Regions from separate parts of the Mus musculus genome. Here regions 1 and 2 are each linked to region 3. A link is a contact called in public HiChIP or PLAC-seq and Micro-C data. All regions are on one chromosome and are shown on one strand. The core of a region is the stretch at or near the end of the contact, and the rest is flanking DNA. Distances in the headings are between cores, read along the strand shown. Region 1 overlaps Cdc27 (cell division cycle 27). Region 2 overlaps Kansl1 (KAT8 regulatory NSL complex subunit 1). Region 3 overlaps Mapt (microtubule-associated protein tau).

Region 1 (4,629 bases), core at 538-3,037, 210 kb before region 3:
GCTGTGAAAATAAGGTGGATTACAGACGATGTGGAAGAATGTTTTAGCCTGTAGACTCAGTCATTTTCTGTCAGTTACTTAACCTTCTCATCCAGATGTGAATTAGACACAGACCATCATAAAGTCAAAGTCTTGGGTTAGGTATTAGGTGCCAGGGAAACATTTTAAAATAATTTACTGACTAAATCTATGTATGTGCCGTTTAAAAAAATAATAATTTATGTGCAAAAGGAAAATTGGGAATAAATGACCATCATAAAAAATTCCCATAGGCTAGCACTTCAATTCTAACAGATATTCCATTTTATTATTCATTAGTTGTGTAAAGTTTAATTTTCATTTCTTTTATTTTTTTAATTGGCAAATCGTAAGCCAGCTATATACATATATATATTACATTATCAGATCTAGAGTTTCATAGCAAGCTTTACCCTGAGTTCTGTTGCAGACCTAGAAAATGCTAAGCTCAGAGCATAATTTACTGAAGTGTAATTATCTTTTTTTTTTTTAGTAGGAGTTTATGTCCTGTGCCAGAGGGACTTCTGGTGCTGATTTTAAGACAAAGGATAGGGGATGGTTGTGGCGTGGCTGGCTGGAAGGCACTCAGACACTTGGCCTGCTTTCACAGTTTCCTCACACCTGCTTTTAACAGCATTTAGATGCGGAAGCCTTATTTCCACATAGTAACTGCTTCTTGGGTCTCTTTCTTTTTCTTTGTGTCTTTCCTTTCCTTTGCTTTTTTTTTTTCCCACAGAATAGGGATCAGATAAACAAACACATTTTGGTAAGCAAGTTGTTTGTTTCAAATTTCAGAGCTTGCTTTGAAGGGACTTAAGAATCCTAAGTACCTCCTTGTCTTTGTCACACCTACACATAAGGACACAGATACAGATACACACACTCACACACACGTACATTAGAGCATTGGGGTTTTTTTTTCCTTCGTGGAAATGGTTATTATTACTGCACCAGGATGAATATTTTTTTTTTCAAGAGAACAGATGGTACTCAAAATAAGGAAAGGTCTCTTAACTCTTTCTGTATTTCGTTACTTAACAATTTTTTATTTTACCCAAGAACTGCAAGTAACATTTGAACCATGCTGCTGTTGTACCTTAATAACTCAGTGATCACCAGTGTTTAGTCCATTAAAAACACTCTTTTCGAAGAAAACAGTTTCGAAGTCTCTGATTAGCCAGAGTACACTATGGGTCTTCACTGAGAAAAACGAAGGCCCATTTTCTTTGGGAAAACCTGGGAAAATGCAAGTGTGGGTGTGCCATGTGTGTTCTATTTGCATTGAAACAATGTACTTTTGTGTCGTCTTTTTTGCTTTTCCTGACTTATTTCAGAAATTGTATAGTCTTTGGGGGGAAAGTCTTCTCTGTTAATATATTTACAGTTCATTAAAGGATATGGAAAATCCAAATAAATTACTTTTGAAAGCAGTTTATAATCAAGGTGTTAAAGCTATGTAAAAGCTGTGTCATCTGCATTTTTATACTGAGCCACAGCAGCATAGTGATGACAGATCACATTTTATGTTCTACAAGAGCCTAGGACAATGTTTCTCTAATTTTTACTTACACTTTTTAATATATAATATATTAAAGTTCATACCCTTTTTAGTATTATTTGGAATTTCAAAATAAATACTATGACAAAAAAATCCAATGGTAATTTTTAGAATATATTATTTTGAAACTGCAGAACCTCTCTTATCACCAGCTGCAACTTCGCAGGTCACCTAGTTAACAGCTCATTCTTTAATGATGTCATTTCCGAGGTTCCCTCAGGGGACACAGCCTTTGTGTTACAATTTAACATCTGAAGCTAGCCATGGTGGCTCAAAGGCAACCTGGGATCTCAGACTTGGGGGGGGGGGGGCAGGGGTGGATGCTGGGGAGATGGTTTGCTTGGTAAGGTTGGAGCTGAGCTTAGATCTACATTACCATGTAAAATGCTGGGACGCAGGGTGGGAGGATCCTTGAAGCTACCTGGCTATCCTGAGTCTAGCTAACTTAGTTCCAGTTTCAGAGAGACTATCTCAAAAAAGGAGATATATTCTTAGGGTGACTTTTAGCCTCCACAATCATGCACACAGGTCCATATGTATGTACACACACCAAAAAGAGGGGGGGAGGAGAGAAATGAGAAGAAAGAAAGGTGACTATGGGTTGAAGATAAAGCTCGGGGATAGAGTGGCACAGTTTCAGTACTGCTGAAGATAAGTAAAGAGAGTGGGGCATTGGCCTGTATGCAAAGACCTGGTTGGGTCCCTCAGTAAATTGGTCATGATGGCCCATGGCTAGAAGCTCAGCACTCAGGAGCTAGAGGCATGAAGGTCAAATTCAAGGTCACCTTAGTAAGGTAAACTGACTCTTTACCCAATAATTGTTAGTCCCCAGTAATCACACAGATGCACCTCCATAGTTGAGCAGTCCAATAATCAACCTTTACTTTCTAAACTAATCTAGCTACCTCCCAGCCCTATCCCCTGACACATGCATATTAATACTGATCTGGCTCCTTGGGCTTCGTGTGTTTCTATGATCTCTCTCTGGACCCCTTGCTCATGGCTCCAAATCCTCCATCTTTGCTATCTGAATCTCCTTCCCTTCCTCTGGCTGGTAGACATCCTGCCCTATTCTCCATTCTGCCCAGCCATTGGGTGATCAGCATTTATTGACAAAGCGAAAATAAAGGGTAAAAATCAATTACACAGACTTATAAGCATTACAATGCTGTGTTGGATTGAGATTATGAGGGCAGAGAAATCAGTATTTGAATAACAAGGGTAAACTTTACATTCTGTACAAAAACATTCCTCTGATGACGCCGCCTTTAATCCCAGCACTCGGGAGGCAGAGGCATGCAGATTTCTGACAGACATGAACATTAAGATCTGAAAAAAGCAGGGGCTGGCGAGATGGCTCAGCAGGTATGAGCACTGACTGCTCTTCCAAAGGTCCTCAGTTCAAATCCCAGGAACCACATGGTGGCTCACAACCATCTGTGACAGCTACAGTGTACTTACATATAACAAAATCTTTTTATAAAGAAAAGTAAAATGTACAAAATTAAGTTTTACAATAGTTTGCAGACCTTTTGTTTATTTAGGTTGTCTTGGAGAAAGAAATGGAGGGATCTTTTAGGATTTTGAGAAGAACAGCAACACAGAAAGCAAATGAAGTGTGAACTGGGCGGGTCCAAGGGCATTGACGTCCCTGGAACATGTCACTTCCTGTCATCTAAGCATGGTGTGGGAAAGAGCAGGATGAAAACACTGTCTCTTGTTCAAAAGAATTATTTTCTTGAAGATAGGTCTCACCATGTTGTCCCAATAGCCTAAAACTAATTTGTGCAGGGCATAGTAGTGAGCGCCTTTTAGCCCAGCACTCTGGAGACAGATAGGTAAGGTCTGTGAGTTCAAGGCCAAGAGTTTCATGGCATACGGGGCTACATAGACTCTCAAAAAAAAAAAAAAAAAAAGTGTGTTTGCACGTGCACCTAGATGAATTTATGTGCCCTTAGAAGCCCGAGGGTATTGGGTACCCTAGGCCTCCAATTCCAGGCATTTGTGAGCTGTCTGGTGTGGGTTCTGGGAGCAGGGTGGCTGGGGTGCTGGGACTTGTGTCTCTGCCTCCTGCCTGCCTGTAGGAGTGCCGCAGTCACAGATGCTTACACAGTATCTGACCTTTAAGTGGATTCTGGGGATTGAAACTCAGGTCCTCATGCTTGCCCAGGAAGCACTTTTCCCCCACTCAGCCCTGCTGTTTTGGTTGTCCTCATATACTGAGAATCAAATAGGCATTGTATATGTGAAACAAGTGCTCTACCATTGAGCTACATCTGGACCCATGCCTTTGGTTTGGTTTTGTTTGGGGGCTGGTGATTTGGTTTAGAGGGTTTGGGGTTATTTTTGATTGGTTGGTTGGTTTGGTTCGGTTTTATTTGCTTGTTTGTTTCCCTGTTTGTTTTTAAGACAAGTTTCCTATTTTATAGCCCTGGCTGTTGTGTGTAGGCTAGGCTAGCCTTTAACTTGCAGAGACCTGCCTGCCTCTCCTTACTGAGTTGGAACTCTGTATTTTGAATTTCAGTTTGAGACCGACTTTCACTAAATTGTCCAGGCTGACCGTGGGCTTTTGTAGCCCATCGGCCTTGAACTTGTGATCCTCTGTCCTCAACCTCCCAAGTAGCTTAGATTACAGGACTGCATAACCCTGTGTTTTGTTTGGCTTGCTATTTTTGTTTTTTGTTTTTTTCTGTTTGGGATTTTTTTGAAATAGCATCTGCTGTGTAGTCCAGGCTGGCCTCAAACTCAATGTCTCTCCTACTTCAGCCTCCCAAATGCTGGAATGATATACATACACTACCTAATCTAGAGCCGTACATTTTTTATTTATTTTGTAAGTGCACGTGTACATGCCACAGCATGTGTGTGAAGGCCGGAGGACAGCTTCTTAAGAGTCGTCTCCTTCCACCTTGAATGTCCCGTGGACGGGATTCAGATCATCAGGCCTGGCAGCAAGTACCTTTTCTCTCATCTGGGCCATCTCCATGGCCCTGGAACCCCATATTTTCTGAAGGCATAAGAGTGTACTAAGTCTTACCCTTCACTAGCAGAGT
Region 2 (4,506 bases), core at 1,925-4,424, 140 kb before region 3:
AGTCAGTGCTCTTACCGCTGAGCCATCTCACCAGCCCTGGTTTTAAATTGTTAAGTGATGCTTTTTGGGATTTATAAGACTGACATTGCTGTGACTGTTTACATCGACATTCTGCTCATTGTTGAATTTAAGAAAGTGTATTATGGTTGCTGGGCATAGTGGCCTTTAAAAGCCTTAATCCCAGTACTTGGAGTTCAAGGCCAACCAGAGCTACATAGGGAGATTCTGTCTTGATGTTTAAAAAGTGAAGAAAGAGTAGTATAATGTTTTGCTCTACTTTGTATTTTGGGCTCTTTTCCTCTTTTGCTTCTCTCCCTTTTACTGACAAGCAATTCTTTTTTATGGTGTAGACATTACAGACTCTTACTACCTACCTTATTAAACAAAAGGAGCTCCTATATTGTATAACAGTTTTTTGTTTAATAAAACATTTTCTATCAGTAAATATAGATATGTAGTGTTCTATGTTGCATATGTTGTTATATGACTAGTTCATAATTTAAATTCTTGGTCGTTTGGTTTGTTTTACTTTTAAAATTTAACCTAATTTTGGTGTCTGGAGAGTTAGCTCCATGGCTAAGAATACTTGTCATTCTTGCAGAAGACCTGGGTTAGGTTTCTCAGCCACCTTTATGATGCTTCACAGCTATCTATAACTCCAGTGCCAGGGAATCTGATATCCCGTTCTGACTTCTGAGAACAACAGATATGCCTATGGTGCACATACATGCAGCAAAACCCACTTTTGAGGAAAGTTCTTATGTAGCCCAAACTGGGCTTAGACTTTCTATGTAATGAAGGTTGGCCTTGAACTCCTGATCCTCCTAGTTTATTGTTAAGTTCTGAGATTACTGATCTGTGCCACTACATCTTGCTTGTTTTCCTTTTACGAGCCACATTGTGAAGTAGTTGTGTGTTTCTTTCTTTCTTTTTTTAAATGTAGATAAAGCTAAAAATAGTAAGAAACAAGAGTCTTAAATTGAAGTGTTGTTTTATGGCAGTTGTAACTAATGAAGCAAATCTTCTTCCTATGTGTACGAATCCTTAGAACAACTAATAAAATCCATAATCTTTACTATTTCATCAAGAATATCTTTTAAACATCAACTAATAATGAACTTTGTAATTCATGCTATAGTGCATGTGTAGAAATCAGGACAACTTGAAAGAGTTGGTCAAACCCAGGTAGGTAGTCAGGTGATGGCAGATATCTTTACTTGCTGGGTCATCTAACAGGCCCAAGCTGCAAGTGAGGAATTCTGTGATTAATATTGTTTGGTGCTGTTGTCTTGGTTCTAAGATACCAGCAATTTTCCTTATCTTTGTTTTTGTACCCTCATTGCAAATGTTAACATAGGTAAAGGCCAGGACTAGTAGAGATTGCTTGGTGGGCTTAAGGTACTTACTTACTGGCCTTGAGTTCTATTGCTCTGTCCTACATTGGTACAATGAGAGAACCAAATCCTGCACATTGCCCCCTGACTTCCTGCGCGAGTACACACACACACACACACACACACACACACACACACACACACCTAAAAATAAATACAATTTTTTAAAAAGGCAAATGATGTTTTTAGTATTACTATGAAAACATTGACCTTCAAAATGGTCATTGAAGGCTGGTGAGATGGCTCAGTAGCTATAAGTGCTTCTAAGCCAGAAGACCTGAATTCCATCCCCTGAATGTACTGTGGAAAGGAAGAACCAGTTTTTAAAAGTTATTCTCTGATCGTCACACACATAAGATGTACCACCACAACCAACACCCCTGCCAACAACCAAATAATTTGGGGAGGGCATCTTTTGAGATCTCCAGGGGTGCAAGAGATTGTGCTTTTAGGGATAGTTGGTGTAGTTCTTTATATAGGTTTCCCTTTGTTTCCAGACCCAAATAGATGAATCAGGAATGAAGAAGAAGCAGTTAATTGAGGTATGTCATTAATGGGTTAGGGTTTAAGAAAATGAAGCAGGAGGAGAAAAGAAAAAAGTACCTCGAAGAAGAAAGTCAATTCTGAGGTTTCAAGGACTAGAGGATTAGAAAGTTAATGCAGCCCAGAAAACCTTTTTCTGAGAGTTAGTGGTCCTCATGCTAGTAGTTGTTGCTAAGGAAGTGAATTGAGGAGAAGGCAAAAGGAAGAGATGTTTGGCTATACCAGCATTTTAGGAGGATTGCAAAGAAGAGAATAAAATAGTTCCAAGAATATCAGGAAAGAAAATTTCATAGAAGTCCACACTACCTATTGCTTAGAAAAAAGTCAGAATATGACTGTTGGTTGAATAACTGGTTAGCTTTCCTAGAGTGATAGGAAATTCTAGAGAGTGGAATATAAAGGCAACTGTAACTATTATTTTGAAGTGCTTTGGGATGGGGGAAGTGAGAGAGTTATGTTGGACTCTTAAAGACACAGATTTACTCTGAAAATGAAGAGCCCAGTAGAAAAGATACATGCTGAATGAAAGAAAACTGATACTACAGCATGATATAGTTAGCCTAGTAATACAATATAAATTTGTAAAGAAGAAACTGATGAAAACTAGATTCCTGGGCAGAAAAAATAACCTTAGGGCCATATTCAGTTAATAATAGAGCAGTTGTGTCCCCCAGTCCTCCCTCCCCAACCAGGGTTTCTCCTTGTAGCCCTGGCTGTCCTGAAATTCTCTCTGTAGACCAAGCTGACCTCAAACTCACAAGAGATCAGTTTCCCTCTGCCTCTCAAGTGCTGGGATTAAAGATGTGTACCACCACTGCCAGGCAAAGAGGTTTTCTTTTAAATAAAGTAATTACAGCCATTTGTGATTATTTCAAAATGAGACTCCTGTTTTGGCACTGTTCAGTCTGTAGTTAACAAGTGACATGAAGGATAAAATTATTTTTTGTAAAAGGATTGTGTTCCTCTCCTCCTAGGTAAAAGATATCTCCAGGCTCCAGAATGGTTCCACAGTTATTCTCCCTTTTTTGGAGGCAGAGTTTGGACAATAGTCTCATGTGATGCTTCTGTTGAAATGTGTGCTGTTTTTAAATGTGCTTGTATTTCTAACTTCCTTTTTTTTCTCTTTCAGTGTGTTCTCAGGGGAGGCAGCAAGGGGCCGTGGAGCTGGCCTCAGCACTGGGAGAGGCTGGACTTCCTGTCTCTCTGTGCTGAATGGCTGCGATGGCGCCCGCTCTCACTGACGCAGCAGCTGAAGCACACCACATCCGGTTCAAACTGGCTCCCCCATCCTCCACCTTGTCCCCTGGCAGTGCCGAAAATAACGGCAACGCCAATATTCTTATTTCTGCCAACGGAACCAAAAGAAAAGCCATTGCTGCGGAGGATCCCAGTCTAGACTTCCGCAATAATCCTACTAAGGAAGACTTGGGAAAGCTGCAGCCATTGGTGGCATCTTATCTCTGCTCTGATGTAACATCTGTTCCCGCAAAAGAGTCTTTGAAATTGCAAGGCGTTTTCAGCAAGCAGACAGTCCTTAAGTCTCATCCTCTTTTATCTCAGTCCTATGAACTCCGAGCTGAGCTGCTGGGGAGGCAGCCAGTTTTGGAGTTTTCCTTAGAAAACCTTAGAACCATGAATACAAGTGGTCAGACAGCTCTGCCACAAGCGCCTGTAAATGGATTGGCTAAGAAATTGACTAAAAGTTCAACACATTCGGATCATGACAATTCCAGTTCCCTCAATGGGGGAAAACGGTCTCTCACTTCGTCATCTCTACAAGGTGGTGAGGTGGGGGGACCTGACTCTGGGAACTTGAAGGGGGGTATGACCAATTGCACTCTTCCACATAGAAGCCTTGATATACAACACACAACTCTATATAGCAATAATAGCACTGCAAACAAATCTTCTGTTAATTCCATGGACCAGCCGGCACTTCAAGGAAGCAGCAGGTTATCACCTAGTACAGACTCCAGCTCTAACTTGACAAATGTGAAGTTAGAAGTCAAAAAGTCTCCTCTGTCTTCCATTCTTTTCAGTGCTTTAGACTCTGATACAAGGATAACAGCTTTACTGAGGCGGCAGGCTGATATTGAGATCCGTGCCCGAAGGTTACAGAAGCGATTACAGGTTGTGCAAGCCAAGCAGGTGGAGAGACATTTACAGCACCAACTGGGTGGATTTTTGGAGACGACATTGAGTAAACTGCCAAACTTGGAATCCTTAAGGTCCCGGAGCCAGTTGATGTTGACCCGAAAGGCTGAAGCTGCCTTGAGAAAAGCTGCCAGTGAGTCTGCCACTTCAGAGGGACTTAGCAACTTTTTGAAAAGTGATTCAATTTCAGAAGAATTGGAGAGATTTACAGCTAGTGGCATAGCCAACCTGAGGTGCAGTGAGCAAGCGTTTGATTCGGATGTCACAGACAGTAGTTCCGGAGGGGAGTCTGACATTGAAGAGGAAGAACTGACTCGAGCTGATCCTGAGCAATGCCATGTGCCCCTGTGAGTAGAACGAATAATGATGCAGTCATTCCTGAAAAATGTGGGACAAGATTTAAATAAAGCCCCAT
Region 3 (4,297 bases), core at 1,460-3,959:
TCTGACACAGAGGAATCCATCTTTACGGAAGTAGGAGCTAGGAGCTGAAGTGGGGAGAGCATGGAAGGATTCAAGAATGGTCTCTGTGGTAGCTAATCTTCATGGTCAACTTGCCTAGATCTAGAACCACCCAGGGGCTGTTGTGGTCCATTTGTGGCTGTGTTTGAAGATACATACAGATAGGATTAGCTGAAGGGAAGACCTGCCTTGAATGTGGGTGGTACCATCCCATGGGCTGGGGGTTAAGGCAGTACGGAACGCAGAGGAAGGAAGGAGAAATCACACCCAAAGCTACACTCCTTTGGGCTCTCTATCTACCAAGAAGAGCTTCCTCCACCACAGGCAATGCTCTGTCCAAGGAGGACACAGGAGCCCATGAGCCAAAACAAAGCTTTCCTCACTGAGTCATCTCTGTCAGGTGTCTGGGCACTCAGGAGATGTTCCATGGGAAAAGGTGGCCTCTAAGCTCCTGCAGAGATGCCACTGTCCCCTCCTACCCACCTGCCCCGCACTAGCTCAGAGCAGCGGCTGGTTTAGAACAAGGCTGTGGGCCTGACTGTCACATCTGACTGGCCATTCAGATGAGTGTTTATAAGCTGTGAGGCTTCCTTCTCCATCATCACACTCAATCTATAGCATGGTGGGGGATGCCCTGGGAATCACGTATGCTAAACCAGGCAGTCCACCAACTAAGTGAGCTGTGTCCTGGCCTTTGTGGCCTGTTTTGAGACCAGAAAGACTATAAAGCATTTCTGATTACCCAGGAGTGGTGGGAAAGTCTACAGCTTTCATCCTAAACGGAGGACAAACTTCTTCAATGACAAAACTTTGATGTAGAGATATGGCTTAGTGGCTAAGAGCACAGACTGCTCATGCAGAGGTCCTGAGTTCAATTCCCAGCCCCCACATGGTGGCTCATGACCATCTGTAATGGGATCTGATTCTCTTTTCTGGTGTGTCTGAAGTCGGTGACAGTGTACTCACATACATAAAATAAATGAATCTAAAAAAAAAAACAAAAACAAAAAACCTTTGAAAGAATAGCCAGAGACAAAAAGTATCATATGACCCATGACTTCACCCCCGTAAGGTGTCTGTGACCTTCAAGCATCCTTCATGAGCAAGGCTGAGGCCTGGCCAGGATTTAAGAACATCTAACCCCTTCTGTCTCAGAAGCCACTACTGCCAGTCAATCACTTTGCAAAGCAGAAACACATTTTGAAAGCCGGGGTGGCTCTGTAGTGGGCATTCTCCATGGGTGTGCGAGAGAAGGCTGGCTATAGGCTCCTAGGGTGCTCACTCTTCATTGTCAACTTGCTAGACTTGGAACCACCTAGGAGACACACCCCTGGGCGCATCTTCCGGGGGTATTCACAGAAAGGTTTAACTGAGCAGGGAAAACCTACCCTGAATATGGGTGTCACCATCCCATGGGCTGGGGTCCTGGGGAAAAAGGAGAAAGCCAGCTAAGCACCAGCATTCGCTGCTGTCTGCTTCCTAACTGCAGATGCAGTGTGACCGCCACCGTGCCGCCACCTGTCACATGGAGTCTATCCCCTAAAACCACGACGAGCCCTAACAGACCCTAGAGTTGCCTTAGTCAGACATTGGATCACTGTAAGGAGGAGGAGTGACTGGCATAGTTGCAGAGAGGCACTCCTCAGCAAGGGGTCTTCCCATCTCTGCCACGGTGAGATCAGGCATGTCTCGGTAGCTAACTGGGCAACTTGGGTTCATCCTGCTAACTGCTGGAGTTCTCCCTGAGGCCATGGAGGACAGCACAAAGGGAAGGTACCAGGCTCTGGGCTATGATGATTTCTTGCCTAGCCCTCCGTCCCTGCAGGATGACTTACGAAGGACTGAGCGTCCGAGCCCAGGATTCTTTTTGCTGCTTCGCTGCCTAATTCCTTGTCACCCACATTGGTAGAGCAGACTACATAGACCGAACCCGAAAGATGGACGTGAGGTCACATTTCCGAACAACAGCACCATCCCATTAGACCATCAGAAGGATTCAGTTATGTAGTCGATGTAGCCTGCTTGGTGCTCCTGGGAGTAAACTGTCCCCTAAAGGTGACCTGCTACTTACTATTGCTGGGCCTGGAGAAAATGTGAAGAAGGCAGGAAACCTTCCCCAGAGAACTCTGTTGAGAACCTTTCTAATAGGCACACTGACTGAGGTGGGGGCCAGCAGGAATCAGAGGACTCTGTAGCCTTGTGGGAGGCAGTCAGACTCCAAGGCCGCCACTGCTAAATAGCCAGGAGCCCCAGAAGCCAGAGCGGCTTACTCATCTGCTGCACCCGACTATGAGGGTGACCTGTCCAAGGCAGCTCCGGGGCTCACCCTCACCTGTAATTCCTTCTGGGATCTCCGTGTGGGGCTGGGCAGCGGCCTGCTTGTCGGGAGCTCTCTCATCCACTAGGGGCGCAGTCACGTCTGGAAACCACCAACAGTCACCCCTCTGCTTATGCAGGGGCAGTGCAAGGAGTGGGGCCTGCCAGCCACATGCAAGAAAAGCCAGCTCAAAGCAGGGCCACAGTCCTCCTTCCTGCCCATCTCCCCAGGAAGCACACTAACAGGAGGACCCCCTGCCTGGAAAGCCTACAGGGGTCATGTAAGGATGACGAGGGACACAGCCTGACTCCTGGGGGTCAGCTGTGTGATCCTCACTGCAATGCAGGGGCCCCGCAGCTGGGACTCATCAGGCAATATGAGGAAGCTGAGAAATAGACTGAGCCGCTTTCCTGTGGGGCTTTGAGTAAGCCTTTTGTCACCCTAGCCTTTGTTTCCACAAGTGTAGAACAAGAGTGCCATCTGTAGGTGACCTTTAAAACTTCTACCACTTCTAATTCCCTGCCCCCAACCTCCTCACATCTCATTAAAAGGCACCAGAGTTCCTTATGTGGCAATAACCAGGCCAGATCCAGTTTCCTCGATGATGCAAGAGATAAGAGATCCCAGACCAGGACCTGGGGGCATCTTTTCAAAGCAAGCACTTTAGCTCCTCCCGAACCCCCAGCCTCTCTACTAGGTATGCGAGGCACACCCAAGGAGTGGCCGGTTTCAAGGGATTCCCAGAATTCCACACAGCTAGTCCACAAAGGCTATTTTCCTTATGATCCTGTCTGGTGCAGATAAAACAGCTCGCTGAGCTCAGCCCCAGCTGCCTCCCTCCCTGAGGGTGAGTGAGGCATGTGGGGGCCCACGCATGTACAGGTCCAGACTGCATGAGTGGGTTGTTTCTTCCTGGACAATGGTGACAGAGCAGTGAAAGCCACGTTTGGGAAGCCTGCCCCAGCTTTGGCTCCAAGGCTTTCTCAGGGTGGCAGACAGCTTGCAGACCTGTTCTAACAGGATGAGCAGGAAGTGTCTTGCATCGCTGGTTTTCAGAAGGGCAAAGGAAATCTAGCCAGGAGGTTGTCACCAGGCTAAGGGCCATGCCACCTGCATCCTCCGGGGATGGGCCAGCATGCCGAACAATTGGCAGGAGCTTGACAGCTATGTTCTGGATTTATCCAAAGGCAGATGCTGCGGGAGAGGGCCTGGCCAAATTCTCTTTCTGTAACAGAACGCCCAAGCCATGTTCAGGGATGCAGAAAGGGCTCAGAGTGGAAGCTCCAACCTCCTTGGAAGGCTGGAGGAGCTATGGACGATTAGTTAAAAGCCATTCTCCATGTCCCTTTTCCTTGATTTCTTCTACTCAATGGATCCAAAAGCAAGGTGGGGACAGCCATGCAGCCCACGGTGGCCAGAGAGCCAGTTCTGGCCAGTGAATGAAAATGAAAACATCCAGGAGGAGCTTATAATAGAAAACTCTTGATTTAGTTTTGGCAACACATTGGCTTCTTCGGGGTCCTTTTGGTGACTGTTTTTGTTTGTTTTGTTTTTGTTTTTAATTTCAATTTCATTCATTCTTATTTTTATTATTTGCTTTTTTTTTTTTTTTTTTTGAGACAGGTTTCTCTGTGTAGCACTGGCTGTCCTGGAGCCCTCTCTGTGGACCAGGCTGGCCTCAAACTCAGAAATCTGCCTGCCTCTGCCTCCCAAGTGCTGGGATTAAAGGCGTGCACCACCTCTGCCTGTCTTTCATTCATTATTATGGAACACGTGTGTAATACATCTCTGTGGGCACATGCCATCACAGTGTGTGGGAACTTAAAGGACAACTTTGTAGAGTCGGTTCTGTCCTTCCTCCTTTACAAAGGTTCTGGGGAATTGAACTCGGGTCCCCAGGCTTGCATGGTAAACGCCTTCATCCTCTGAGCTGTCTCACCAGCCATGGTTCTTGTTCCAAGG

What was found. Hi-C and Micro-C count contacts between places; a contact is called where the count stands out from the background. HiChIP or PLAC-seq counts read pairs in DNA pulled down with a chosen protein or histone mark.
Region 1: a Micro-C map of trophoblast stem cells shows a contact between it and region 3, with 4 times the contacts expected there. The contact joins two enhancer-like sites. A contact is called at or near these places in 2 of 15 datasets of contacts at CTCF or cohesin (large pre-B cells and pro-B cells), 4 of 484 Hi-C or Micro-C datasets (bone marrow-derived macrophages, embryonic fibroblasts, nephron progenitors and 1 more), 6 of 115 datasets of contacts at active chromatin or transcription factors (embryonic stem cells, epiblast stem cells, extraembryonic endoderm stem cells and 1 more) and 4 of 9 other capture datasets (adipose tissue, embryonic stem cells, liver and 1 more).
Region 2: a contact with region 3 is called in an H3K27ac HiChIP or PLAC-seq map of embryonic stem cells, with 14 read pairs. The contact joins two enhancer-like sites. A contact is called at or near these places in 2 of 484 Hi-C or Micro-C datasets (both in embryonic stem cells), 12 of 115 datasets of contacts at active chromatin or transcription factors (embryonic stem cells, epiblast stem cells, extraembryonic endoderm stem cells and 4 more) and 1 of 9 other capture datasets (liver).

What each region holds. Positions count from the first base shown.
Region 1 is chr11:104,499,564-104,504,192 of GRCm38.p6, reverse strand. It overlaps Cdc27 (cell division cycle 27), which reads left to right. Exons shown (of 19, transcript NM_145436.2): 19 at 1-1,669. Among named protein-coding and RNA genes, the nearest start is that of Cdc27, 49 kb to the left of the region's middle. Within about 2 kb of position 1,787, at least 1 of the 459 cell types and tissues checked has an H3K27ac peak or open chromatin away from gene starts, as enhancers often do. A contact at or near this core is called in trophoblast stem cells, where this site is marked.
Region 2 is chr11:104,423,854-104,428,359 of GRCm38.p6, reverse strand. It overlaps Kansl1 (KAT8 regulatory NSL complex subunit 1), which reads left to right. Exons shown (of 15, transcript NM_001372459.1): 2 at 3,067-4,438. The coding sequence starts at 3,150. Among named protein-coding and RNA genes, the nearest start is that of Kansl1, 16 kb to the left of the region's middle. Within about 2 kb of position 3,174, at least 129 of the 459 cell types and tissues checked have an H3K27ac peak or open chromatin away from gene starts, as enhancers often do. A contact at or near this core is called in embryonic stem cells, where this site is marked.
Region 3 is chr11:104,288,048-104,292,344 of GRCm38.p6, reverse strand. Mapt (microtubule-associated protein tau) reads right to left here. Exons shown (of 12, transcript NM_001038609.2): 4 at 2,351-2,437. Among named protein-coding and RNA genes, the nearest start is that of Mapt, 59 kb to the right of the region's middle. Within about 2 kb of position 2,709, at least 247 of the 459 cell types and tissues checked have an H3K27ac peak or open chromatin away from gene starts, as enhancers often do. A contact at or near this core is called in embryonic stem cells and trophoblast stem cells, where this site is marked.